Linked DNA regions of Mus musculus: all the other regions are linked to region 2. Evidence: chromatin contacts called from public HiCAR-type and promoter capture Hi-C data. All regions are on one chromosome and are shown on one strand. Each heading gives the region's core, a stretch centred on a gene start, on an enhancer-like site or on the middle of the called end of the contact. The rest is flanking DNA. Distances are from core to core; before and after follow the strand shown.

The links. Promoter capture Hi-C pulls out the DNA fragments that hold promoters and counts their contacts. HiCAR-type assays count read pairs that join an accessible place to other places.
Region 1: a HiCAR-type map of astrocytes shows a contact between it and region 2, with 2.7 times the contacts expected there. The contact joins the promoter of Arih1 here to the promoter of Hcn4 in region 2. A contact is called at or near these places in 2 of 39 promoter capture datasets (liver and stem cell-derived epiblast-like cells) and 1 of 115 datasets of contacts at active chromatin or transcription factors (astrocytes).
Region 3: a contact with region 2 is called in a promoter capture Hi-C map of embryonic stem cells, with 2.6 times the contacts expected there. The contact joins the promoter of Stra6 here to the promoter of Hcn4 in region 2. A contact is called at or near these places in 1 of 39 promoter capture datasets (embryonic stem cells) and 1 of 9 other capture datasets (liver).
Region 4: a promoter capture Hi-C map of frontonasal cranial neural crest shows a contact between it and region 2, with 2.6 times the contacts expected there. The contact joins the promoter of Celf6 here to the promoter of Hcn4 in region 2. A contact is called at or near these places in 2 of 39 promoter capture datasets (cranial neural crest and frontonasal cranial neural crest), 1 of 115 datasets of contacts at active chromatin or transcription factors (astrocytes) and 3 of 9 other capture datasets (embryonic stem cells, embryonic tail and embryonic trunk).

What each region holds. Positions count from the first base shown.
Region 1 is chr9:59,484,983-59,487,705 of GRCm38.p6, reverse strand. It overlaps Arih1 (ariadne RBR E3 ubiquitin protein ligase 1), which reads left to right and starts at 1,332. Exons shown (of 14, transcript NM_019927.2): 1 at 1,332-1,727. The coding sequence starts at 1,359.
Region 2 is chr9:58,821,578-58,824,616 of GRCm38.p6, reverse strand. Hcn4 (hyperpolarization-activated, cyclic nucleotide-gated K+ 4) reads right to left here and starts at 1,668. Exons shown (of 8, transcript NM_001081192.3): 1 at 321-1,668. The coding sequence starts at 1,105. It also overlaps a transcript of Rec114 not described here.
Region 3 is chr9:58,132,698-58,135,439 of GRCm38.p6, reverse strand. Stra6 (stimulated by retinoic acid gene 6) reads right to left here and starts at 1,365. Exons shown (of 19, transcript NM_001162476.1): 1 at 992-1,365; 2 at 238-366. The coding sequence starts at 350.
Region 4 is chr9:59,577,077-59,580,088 of GRCm38.p6, reverse strand. Celf6 (CUGBP, Elav-like family member 6) reads right to left here and starts at 1,752. Exons shown (of 12, transcript NM_175235.3): 1 at 1,450-1,752. The coding sequence starts at 1,711.

The DNA of each region.
Region 1 (2,723 bases), core at 83-2,582, 660 kb before region 2:
AACCCAGTCTTGGAAAGGCATTAAGTGCTTTGTCATGACCTCTAACTAATTTGCCCAATACTTCCCATTTACTGATTGAGTTTTAAACTTCAGCCTTGTAACTATTGTGAACCTTCTGTTTTGACCCAAGGCCATCTTCCTCTCCTCCTCTGTTGAAATAGCCATCCATCAACCCAGCTCACTTCTGCACTATTTCCAGATAAGCAGTCTCTCTTGGTCTTTGTAGATGTGGTTTGCCTGCACTGTTTCCTGGAATTATCACTGTAATTTACATAAAATGTAAGATTTATTATGTATCAGAAAACCTCTCTGCTCCATTGCTGGGGACTGAAATTGGGGCCTTTGTGCATGCTGGACAGGTGTATGCCACCACAAGGTATATACACTTTTATTTTTAGAGTCTCGGGTGCCTCCGCTATAATCTGGGTACTAGGACTCTGTGGTAATGAGCACTAATCTATGGAAGGCCCTTAGTGATTGAGGAATTGATGGCCTTAATTGAGGAACAGGACTGTCACATTGTTCCGGACCCTCAAGAAGTGCTTGTCAAGATGAGTTCAGGAACTGAGTCTTTACTATGACGTCACATCAGGGGGACCCAAGAACCGCTGTAGAGCCACGAGTGGACAGCAACACTCCAACTACCTGTCACCCAACTTGGAGGTTCCGCGTACTACTACCTTCCAGGCAGTAACTCGGGCAACCGGAATTTTAGCAGCACAGCTACCGGCTTCCCGGAACTAGCCAGGGCGTGTCAGATGTGCCTGTGAGGCCCGGAAGCGAGAAAGGTCCTCGGAGAAAACCTCCGCTTGGGCGCTCCCCAGACTCCTCCCCACGACCGGAAGGCCCCAGCCTCCTCACGTCAAGGAGCCACAGCTTCCCAGTGTCTCCGGGCCACCGCCGCGCCGCCGCGCTCCCGTCCTGCTCAGGCTCGGCCGTGGGGTCTCCCCAAATACTACGCAGGGGCCAAGGGGCGTGGCGCGGTGACGTGCAGCGGACCGACGCGATGACGTAGCGCGGCGCGGTGACGCACGCCCCTTTGTTGGCTCAGTAGCGGTAGCAGCGGCCGCGGAGGTGGCGCAGGGGACTGTTTTCCGTCCGAGCCCGGAGCGGAGCGGCGTCTGACTGAGGCCGGCAGCAAGCGGCCCCCGCGCTCCCTCCCGCCCTGCTCCGCGCCCTCCCCGCCGCCGCCACCGCCCGCCTCCAACCGCCGCACGCGGGGAGCAGCCGCGGCCCACGGGGCCGGAACCAGGCCTGCGTCCGGACGGCAGCCGGAGCCGGAGCGAGAGCCGGGGCCTCGGCGTCCCCGCCCTCTCCGCGCCGCGGCCAGCGTCTGCCGGGCCCGCGCGCGTCGCGCCATGGACTCGGACGAGGGCTACAACTACGAGTTCGACGAGGACGAGGAGTGCAGCGAGGAGGACAGCGGCGCCGAGGAGGAGGAGGACGACGACGAGGACGAGCCGGACGATGATAACCTGGATCTGGGCGAGGTGGAGCTGGTGGAGCCCGGGCTGGGCGTCGGCGGGGAGCGAGACGGACTGCTGTGCGGGGAGACTGGCGGTGGCGGCGGCAGCGCTCTGGGTCCGGGAGGCGGCGGCGGCGGTGGCGGTGGCGGCGGCGGCCCGGGACACGAGCAGGAGGAGGATTACCGCTACGAGGTGCTCACGGCCGAACAGATCCTGCAGCACATGGTGGAATGTATCCGGGAGGTCAACGAGGTCATCCAGGTGAGGGGCCCCGCCACGCCATCTGGCCCCGGAGCCGGCTTAGGGAGCGGACCCAAGGCGGCCTGTGCGGCGCCGAAGAGCAGGCCAGGGCCTGGCTCGTCACGGGCCTGTGTGCCCTGCCGGCCGGTCGGGAGGTGCGCTTGGGCGGTGCTTCCCGGAGTCCTGGCATGGCGGAGGCCTGGGGCTGCCTGAGCGGCTATGGCCGGCAGTTCCTGCATGACTACGGCCGGAGGATGGGATACCGGGGCGGGCTAGAGGCGGGTGAGGTGGTGAGTGTGAAAGAGGTGTCAGAAAGAACCCGGCCCTTTTCTCAAGGTTTATCCCTAGCCCTTGAGTCTTTTGAGCAGTTTCAGATGGGATTAGGGCAGGCCCTTCAGAGCAGCTTTAGTGTATGATTGCTCCAAGTGGGCACCGGCTAATAAAGAAATGGATCTCCTTGGCAGTCCTAAGTGGCTACTTAAAGGTGGGGGAAGGGAACTATTTCTCGGAAGAGGTGCTGATGGACCTTATTTTCTGATGGTGAGGCTTATGCCTACATTTTTGGGGGAGTGGGAGGAGTATGTTTTCTTTGGGACCTAACTGCTACTTCTTCCATTGGTAGCAAGTAACTTGATGGAAGCTGTTGGAATAGTTATTGCAGATCCCCTACCCACCCTTGCAGCTTCGGCAACAATAAAACACAGTGTTGTCTAATTGGACAAAACTCTATTGTGAATTAGAAAGTAGAGGCATTCCGGCTTCTGGACTCTATTCTCTGAAGGTTTCTGTTTCGTGCATAGAAGTTAAACTTGCTTCAGACCAGAAACTGCATCCTATTTAACGCTATATACATCCCGATTTTGTATTTTTGAGCTTTAGGAAATAAATTTACATTTGTTTGGGGGAAAAGTTGTTACAAATGGGATATGATTGGAAAGTAAAGATAACATAGGACCCGGTGGTGAAAGTCTGAAATTTCAGTTACTTAGAAGGTCGAGGCAGATGGATGGTGGCAAG
Region 2 (3,039 bases), core at 419-2,918:
CTCTAAGGGGGAGGTGCGTGGCTTGGACAAGCAGTGCTCTACCCTGGCTGCAAGCATGGCTAGGCCAAACTCAGAACACCTTTGAGCTTGCCTCCAAAGTGGCCCAGACCCTGGAGGAGAGAAAACAGGAGCCTGAAGACTGAGGAAGTTCCCAGTGTACTGCAGGAGGTCCGGGGGTTTCTGGGACGCTCCAGGCATCCCACTTCTCTTGGAGCTCCCAGCGCAAGGAAGTAAAGTTAACTCGGGCTGGGAGGCTGGACTGGGAAGAGAGCCTGCAACTACACAAGGCATCCACTGGCATCCCCAACCTGGCCTCTTACCTGAAGTCACTGTAGGGGTGGATAATCCAAAACCCTGCTGACTTAACCCTCTCCTGCTCGCGCTCCACCGCTTTCTGGCTGCCGAACATCCTTAGGGAGAATTTGTTGACCCCAGGTTGCAGCATGGCACCGAACTGGCGCTGCATGAAGCCGCTCTGGCCCAGGCGCACCTCGGCCTCGGGGAGGATCTGGTCGCTGGCGGCCGCGCCTCCCTCCACTTTGATAGCGGTGTCCGCCGAGGGCTGCTCGCAGGAGGCAGAGGCCGGCTGCGGCGGCTGCTGGGGCGGCGGCGAGGCTGCGGGTTGTGCCGCGGTGGCCGGGCGCTCGGGTTCGGTCGCCAGGCCCGGGGGCGTCCTGTCCTCGCCGGGGGACGCATCGCCCTCAGCGGCGATGAGCCGCCGTTCCTCCGCGGAGTCATGCAGGTGCCCGAGACTGCTGCCGCCCCCTGCTCCACCACTGCCGCCGCCCCGGCTGCCCAGCGAGGCCAGACTCCCGCGGAAGCGCCTGCAGTCACCGTTGGTGCTGGACTTGCCGGCGCTGCGGCCCGGCCCCTCGCTCTCTGTCGCCCCGAGGGCCGCACCCCGGGACTCCGAGCAGCCCGCAGCCACCGAGGGAGAGGGCGAGGGCAGCGGCCGCAGCCGGATGCTCCTTCGGCTGGGGTCCTGGCGGCCCCCGGCCCCTTCTTCCTCACCATCCTCTTCCTCGTCCATGATCCACGCCTTGGCCCCCACCTGCTGCGGAAGGCTGTAGAGCCGCTTGCGCATGGACGGCGGCAGCTTGTCCATGGTGCCAGGGATTGGGCCGGGGGCAGCGGTGCGGGTGCGGCACGGGGGACCCGCTCCAGGTGCGCCTGCCAGTGAGGACGCGTCCTTCGCTGCCTCACGAGCCCATGATCGCGCGGGCTGCGCGCCGAGGGGAGGCTCCTAGTCCGGCTGCAGGTCCCCGGGTTCGCCGCGCTGCACCTCCTCCCGGGCCCGGCTTGGGCGCGGGGACCCCACGCTCCCTCCCTCTTTTCCCTCCCTCCTGCGATCAGGGGCGCGGCGCGCGGCCCGGCTCCAGGCGCCCCGCCCCCGCGGGGAACAATGGGCGCGGGCAGCGGCGGCGCTGCGGCCACCGCGCTCCGGGAACCGCTCCCGAGCGCAGAGCGCACTGCCCGCGCGGTTCCCGGGAGTGCGTCCGGCGGGTGTCTGGGGCTGTCAGCGCGTGTGACCGCCCGGGCTTTGCAGCTGGTCACCCGGGTTCTCGCTTTGCCTCCTCTAGCTGAGCCCAGCCGGCCGAGTCCTGGGGACTCCCGCCGCAGCGGAGCGGAGCCCAGCGGCCCGCCGGGCTTACATCAGCCTCCGCCTCTCCCGGAGCGCCCTCCGGCAGCGCTCGGGCTCCCGCGCCCCGGAATATTCATGAAGCCGCCGCAGCTCGCGGGTTGCCATAGGAGCGGCTTCTGCAGCCCGGCCTGCCTACCTGGGCTTCTTAAAGGGGCAGCGGCGTCCCAGCCCAGACATAGAGGGGGGCGGAGGGGGCCGGGCCCCGCGAGGGGCGCAGGGCGGAACCTCGCCAGACCTTAGGGACTGAGGTAGGAGGTGTCCTTACTCCTGTGCGCGTAATGATTCCTGCTGGCCACGGACTGAGAGCTCCCGCTGGGGCTCAAGATTTGGGGGCGGGGTTTCCCAGTCTCTCCCGCGAGCTTCGGGCTTTCCTTGCCTAGCCCGCTGTCTCCACGCTAGGGTCTCCGACCCTCCTCCGGGGAGGCGTGCCGGTCGTAAGGCTGCGGAGCGGCTGCTTTCCCGCAACTCGCCTGGAGAGGGGGTTTCCGGAAAACGCTTCGAGTCCGGGCGGCTCCCAGGGTTTTCCTGAGCCAGGGGCGGGGGGCGAATCCCGCGTGGGTCTTCCCCGGCGCGGCGAGGAGGGCTTGCGGGAAACTCTCCAGGCGCTCACTGGGCGCGCGGGTGGACCCACTTCTGCGAGGTAAGACTTCGAAGAAATGCGCCGACAGTAGCAGTCACAGATGCGGGATCCCAGCGCCGGACTTCCCACCACCCACTCCCCAGCGCCTTTCCCGGAGCAATTCGATGTGGGGTTCCCAAGACCAACGGGCTGCTTCCAGAAGGCTATGGGCAGGCTCCTCTGGCGACCTGACACTCTGGGGAAGGCTTTGACTCCCTCGCCTTGTGCTTCCATTCAGTCGAGACATCTGTGTGCACCAGCGTTAGAGGCTTCCATCTCCACCCAGACACACTCTTTAACCGCCCCAGCCCCCATTTGATCCCTCTCTTAATGCACCTGGGCGTCTTCTCGCTCCCTGTATTACATTCTCGATTTAAGGGCAAATCCCAAGCCTAAGGTATAGCTTAGGTATCCACACTTTAGTACAGCCCAACACCCAACATTAGCTCACAAAAAGGTGAAGGGGCGGTTCAGAGGGAGAACTGGCCAGAGAAGGTTGGAGTCTGTGTCAGTAGAGAAACAGACCCGTGGGCAGGAAGGCAAAGGGGTCCTCTACTCTGAGGAATAGCATGAAGTTTACATTTGAAATCTTAGCCCGCTTGTGTCCACACACACATCCCGAGTAGGGATTTGGAAGGCAGCAGGGTTTGGGTGGTGGGCCTTTTCTGCTCTATCCACTGGACCACAGAACTTCGCATGGGGGGTGGGGATGTCTAGGGTGATGACATCACCCGGAGCTGGCATTTCTACTTTTGAGCAGTTCTGAGCTGACAGTTCC
Region 3 (2,742 bases), core at 116-2,615, 690 kb after region 2:
GCTGGCTATGGACCACATGGCCTCAAGCCCTTCTTAATAATAGTTCAAGAACTGTTGTCCCCAGGTTTTATAGAAAGTCTGAGGCCCAGAGAGGCTGTGAGTCGCTGAGAGGTCACACAGCAGATAAATGGCAAAGCCAATCTTAGACACTCGCCCAGGGTCTCGCTGCCTCCATCTTGGCAACCTCTCTACCATAAACCGGCTCTGACGGCTGCCTGAGCCAATTGCCACACTTACCCCTCTGGCTGCACCTCCTCAGCTCCTAGAGGTTCCTCGATGTACCAGCTGCTGTAGTCATCTGTCACCCCGGAGGAGGTCTGGCTTCCATTCTCAGATGCCTGGGACTCCATGCTCCAGCTCTTCTTCCTTGACCCCAGACAAGAGGGGGGAGGGGCATACAAATGTGAAAAGAGGCTTAAAAGGAAAAAAAAAAAAAAGAAGAAGAAGAAACAAAGGAACATTTCTTGTTAATCCTAAAGGTTACTTTCTTGCTTTTAGCTCTCTGGGAAAAGTCGTCTGGGACTGCAGGTCAGGAGAGAGCTGGAGGAGGGATTGGGGGGGGGGATTGCGTGGGGGCAGACAGGAGTCTTCTCTTGAACTTCCCTACCCAATCGTGTGGTCTGACAGAGTGTTCTGCACCCCTGGGGGTTCAGGCTCTTGCTGGGAGCGCCTAGTGGACCAAATGACCTGTTACCAGCTGGTCCACTTTCAAAGATCTCTCTTGTGCAAACTGCCCGCAGAGACCCCTTCCTTCCCCGCCCCAAGCCCACCCAGATGGACCCACAGACAGAGTAGAAAGGGGGACCAAGGAGGAAGGAGCCGCAGAGATGAAAGGGTGGGCGGGCGGGCTGTGGCTGGCTCCACTTGGTCTGTCCTGCAGCTGGTCTCTCCACCCCTCCTGCTCTGGGGTCCAGCCCAAGCCCTCCCCTCTTCACCAAGGCTCCCTTGAGACCATCCCCCAGTCTCATTTGCCTTTAGTCAGCCCCTTTACCTCTTCAGCCTCACTGCTGGGAACACACCATAATTCTTGATGAGACCCCGAAGATGGATGGCTGCTGACCGTGCACATGCCTACCTCCTAGCACCTGCCCCAAGCTCTCCTGCCTAAGCATAGCCCCTCTTCAGAACCCAGCATCGTGGCATCTTAGGGCAACACCCTACTGGGGCTGGCTACAGAGACAGGGAGGGAACCTATCCACATGGTCTCCTGAGTATATATGAGGGAGAGCACACGTGTTACACTAGTAAAACCTTTTTGTTCTTACGACTTGATTTCACAAGAAGATAACTCACCCCCACAGGCGGAAATGAGTCCTTCAAACTCAAACCAGACCTGGGAGAAGATGAACTTCGCCTGCCTGCCGCTGTTCTTGTTCCAGCCCCGGTGAAGGGGTGAGGGTTTTCCTATCCTCCCAGAGGAGCTGGACCCCTGGCTGCCCCCTCCCTTCCCTGGCCCAGCCTGTGGGGAGGAGCAAGAGGCAGACAAAGCAGAGAGCTGTTCTCAGCTCAGACCTGACATTCTGAGGCTCTCAATCCTTCAGTACTCCGCAGGGGATTTGGGCCACGGTCTTGTACAGATAAGCTTTAAAAGCATTTTTATTGCATTTATTTATTTTGTGGGTGGGTAGTTGGGGAGGGGGGATCAACACATGCCATGGCAGAAGACAGCTTATAGCAATTGACCCCCTCTCTCCATCATGTGGGTTCTGGGGAGGACAGAATACTGGTCACTGGTCCCCGGTGGCAAACACCTTTACCCACAGAGCCATCTGACAGCCCCCTCTTCCTTATAAAAACACACTCATTCATTTATTCTTTCAACAGAAGCTTACTGACCACCTACTATGTTCTAGGACTGCTCTGGATGCTGAGACTAGAGAAAGCACAGTTCAGAGGTCTAGCCTACCAACATATATAGCCTCCAGAGCCTGGGATTTGCAGGGGGAAGATTGTCCTGACCAGTCCCATTGGGAACTGTGTTTGCAAAAGAGCAGTGGGAGGAAGGAGAATTCCTGAGGAAAGTCACCTTTGGGTGGAGCTCCAAAGGACACCAGCTGGTCCCCAGGCCCAGATAGCAGAGAGGAGCTTGCTTGTTCACTGTAGAAGGAAGCTCCGGGGTGAACGTTCAGAGTGGACAGAACCTCAGTCTCACAGGCCCCTGCAGCTGGCAGCCAGGCCCATGAGGCCAGGTGGGGCCTGAGTCCTGTGAACCCTTGCTGCCTCCTTCCCAAACATCCTATCTTCCAGGAAGAAGGCTCTGCCTTTCTCCCCATCCCACAGAGGAATTGTGAAGATGGAGCTTTCTCGGATACAACTCAGAAACCTACGCTGAACTGTCTGATATCAGGGGTCAGGCAAATCCTGCCCCTCAGGCTCTCTGGGGACAGGGATCTACCTTCCCTGCTCTCTTTCTTTCCCTTAGGACAGTGCCTGGCTCCGAGATCACAGAGATTTTAGATCCAGTCTGGCAAAACCACTTCTTGTTTTAGTGCTTCTTCTTCACTCATGGTCCTATGTCATAAGGCTGCTACGTGCCAGGCTTGCTGGAGCTCTCTGCTCCAATGCCAGAGCCTAGCATACCCTTCACCTCTCAAGGGTCACAGACACTCAGCATAGAGAGCAATCAATCCATATCTCAGCCCTGCCTCTCATGATACTGTTAACAAAGAGCTCAGTCCTAGACTATGGCCATTGCCTGAACAAGACAATCGTTAGATACCTCTACCTGTCAACTTTGTTCTG
Region 4 (3,012 bases), core at 503-3,002, 760 kb before region 2:
GACTGAATTCTAGGAAGTCTGGATGATGTGGCCTTGTCCTTATAGGACTTTAACATAACCTCTCCCACAAAAGGTGGAATCTGTACCCCTATTCAAAAGGCCTAGTTTTTTCATGGGCATGTTCTCAAAGCCCTCTACTTTAGTATGCCAAGGAATGCCCTGGGGTCTCCCAGCTTGAAAAAGGTATCAGTCTGATGTTAGCTCACAGGCCTTTAGAATGGACCTGCCCTCTAGGACCTGTTATTTCTCTCTTAGGAAGATTATGGAGGGTAATTGGTCACCCTTCCCCCACAAAAATCCCGAAACCGCATTATTTCCCAGTGGGAAAATGAAGATGTGTCTCCTCAAATAATCATGATATGATTCTGGCTCTGTTATTCCAGCTCAGCCTGGACAGACTTTTCTGCGTGTAAACAAGTCTCCTCCCTTCTCTACAGGAAGAAAGGGGTGTGGCTGGAGAGGACCATGGTGCCTCTGTCTTCCTAGGAAGGGCAATGAGAAGAGCCCCCCATCCCCATCTTCCTCACTTAGATTGATCCACCCTGAGAGTGCGCTGGTCTGGGACCAGCTGGCAAAGAAAGGAAAACAGGAAGCCATCAAGAGGATTGAGAGGAAGCAGAGATGCACAGGAGTGGGGATTAGAGGGGGTGGGGGAGTGTATTCACACAGGGGAAAACCAAAGAGGAAGGGTACACAGGCAGGTGTATGTTCCCAGCTGAGGTTAGGATTCTGGATTCAAATCAGAAGAGGTAAAGAGCATTGGGTTCTGGAAAAATGTATGGAATATTGGGTTATTGTCAAATGTGAGAAGGCATTTATCTCTGAGAGCCTCCTGGGGGTGGGGTGAATTGGACTGTATATATTAGGTCTGAATTCTAAAGAGGAGAATTTGGGTATGGGGTATTTAAGGCTGTCAGACCCAAAAGTCAAATGGAGGCCCTAGGGGTTGGTTTGTTGTTGGAGGCCAGGAGGAGTGCAAATCCAAGATGTGTGTGCGGTGAGGCCTGAATAGGGTGGCACCAGAGAGAGAAAGTGCTCAGGAAAACCATGGGTCCAGGGGTCAGGAGATCGGGGGCTCCAGAGCTGGAAGGTAGAATAAGTTTCCAAATTCCAGGGTTTGGGGTGTCTGGTGGAAGGGATGGTGGAGAGATTAAGCAGGGAGGTGGGGATGACTGGGATGTGAGAAGTGACAAGGGATTTGGAGGTTAGAGTGAAGAACGTGTTAGGGAACCAGAGTGAAGTCAGAAGGATGCCACAGAGACAATTCTGGCTCTGGGGCTCTGTGGCCTGGGGAGGGAACAGAACTGAGGTGGGGCAGGTCCTGAACTGGAGTCGGGAAAGGTTCTAGTAGGGCTGGGGTTGGGCCTGCGTTTGGGGCCGGAGTTGGGTTGGGCTGCGCTCTAATTGGATTGGGGCTGGGCTGGGCTGGGCTGGGCTGACCCCGCGCACCTTTGTGGAGGCCGGTGAGCCGGTCCTTCAGCACCGTCAGCTCGTAGATGCGGCCGAACTCCTCGAACAGCGGCTTGAGGTCCTGCTCGTCCAAGCCCCGCGGGATCTGCCCCACGAAGAGCTTGATGGCGTCGTGGTCCTTCATGGGCACCGCGGGACCTGGGTTCAGCCCGCTCATGCCGCCGCCGCTGTCCGCGGTGCTGAAAGCCAAGCGCGGGCTGGGGCCGGCGGGCGGCGCAGACCCTCCAGGCGCCGCGGCCATGTCCCCGCCCCGTCCGCCCTCCCGAGCGTCCCGCCTGTCCCGCCGTCCCTTCCCTGGACTGCTGGCGAGGGCCTGGGGGAGGGGGCGGGGCCCGCCTACGAGGACGGGGGGCTGCCCAGGGGGCGGGGCCCAGCCGAGAGCGAGGGGCGGGGCGGACTGAAAATGGGCGTGGTCGAGGGCGGGGCGCCTGAGTCCGGCTGGAGTCCCCCTCAGAGCTCTCCCTGGCGCGCCAAGCCCAGCCCCGAGCCCCAGCCCCCGAGCTTAGTGACGTCAGACAGCTAGCAGGGAGCGTCTACGCAAGTGATTTGCATAATGAGATAGCGGTGGCCAATCAGAGAAGGAGTTGGCTGAGCTGGAGCGCGGGGCGAGAAGGGCGGCTGGGCTCACGCGCTCCAGCTCTCCATGGCAACCGGACCCTCAGCTGCCCTGTGTGTGGAGGGTGTGCGGGCGTGGCAGTGGATGGGAAGTAGCTTCGTCATGCGTGGCGCTGTCTGCTGGAGTCGGAGATGATCTCTCCCTACACACCTCCAACAGCCGGACCGTTTTCTGTGGGTCAGATAGGGTTTCCACCTCTCTATCCCTACTACCGAAGCCAGTCTTGCGGAGCGCATCCTTCTAGGCTCCATCGCACACCTCTCCTATATCTTCAACCTCTCTTTGCTCCTGAGACTCAAACACACTCTCGTCTCTTGTATTCTAAAATAAGCCCCAAGCACTGATTTCTTCCTCAGGAGAGCGAAAGAACTTATATTATCATATTTACTCAGAGCTTCTGCCTGGTTCCTCCCTATTCTGTGACTCAGGAGTGTTATCTTCTTTTCCTGAAAAGGATGCTGTGGGTCAAAGAAGTTAGGGCGTAAGGCAAAAGAAGAAACGGAAATTGATACATCGCGTGTGTTAATATCTTAAAAGCTATCGGACAAATCACAGCGCTTGAGTGTTTACCTCCCCATTCCCTCTTTCACAAGCGCACATTCATAAAGATGAAGGATTGGCGACATGGCTAAGCATATAAAGGCTCTTAATAAACAAGCTCGATGACCTGAGTTGGATACCCAGAACCTGCGTGGAAAAGCCAGGAGCAGAGCTTCGCATCTGTAATCCTAGTACTTCCGTGGCAACAAGAGGAAAAAAAAAAACAGGAGAGTCACAAGGGCCAGCTAGCAGAGGGACAGAAACAAGAGGGAGCCTCAACAATTTGGAATGAAAAAGCCACTCCTGATCTCAACAAGCTTGCCATGACTCATGTTTCTGCCCCTACTCATACAAATACACACATGCATACACATCACACACACACA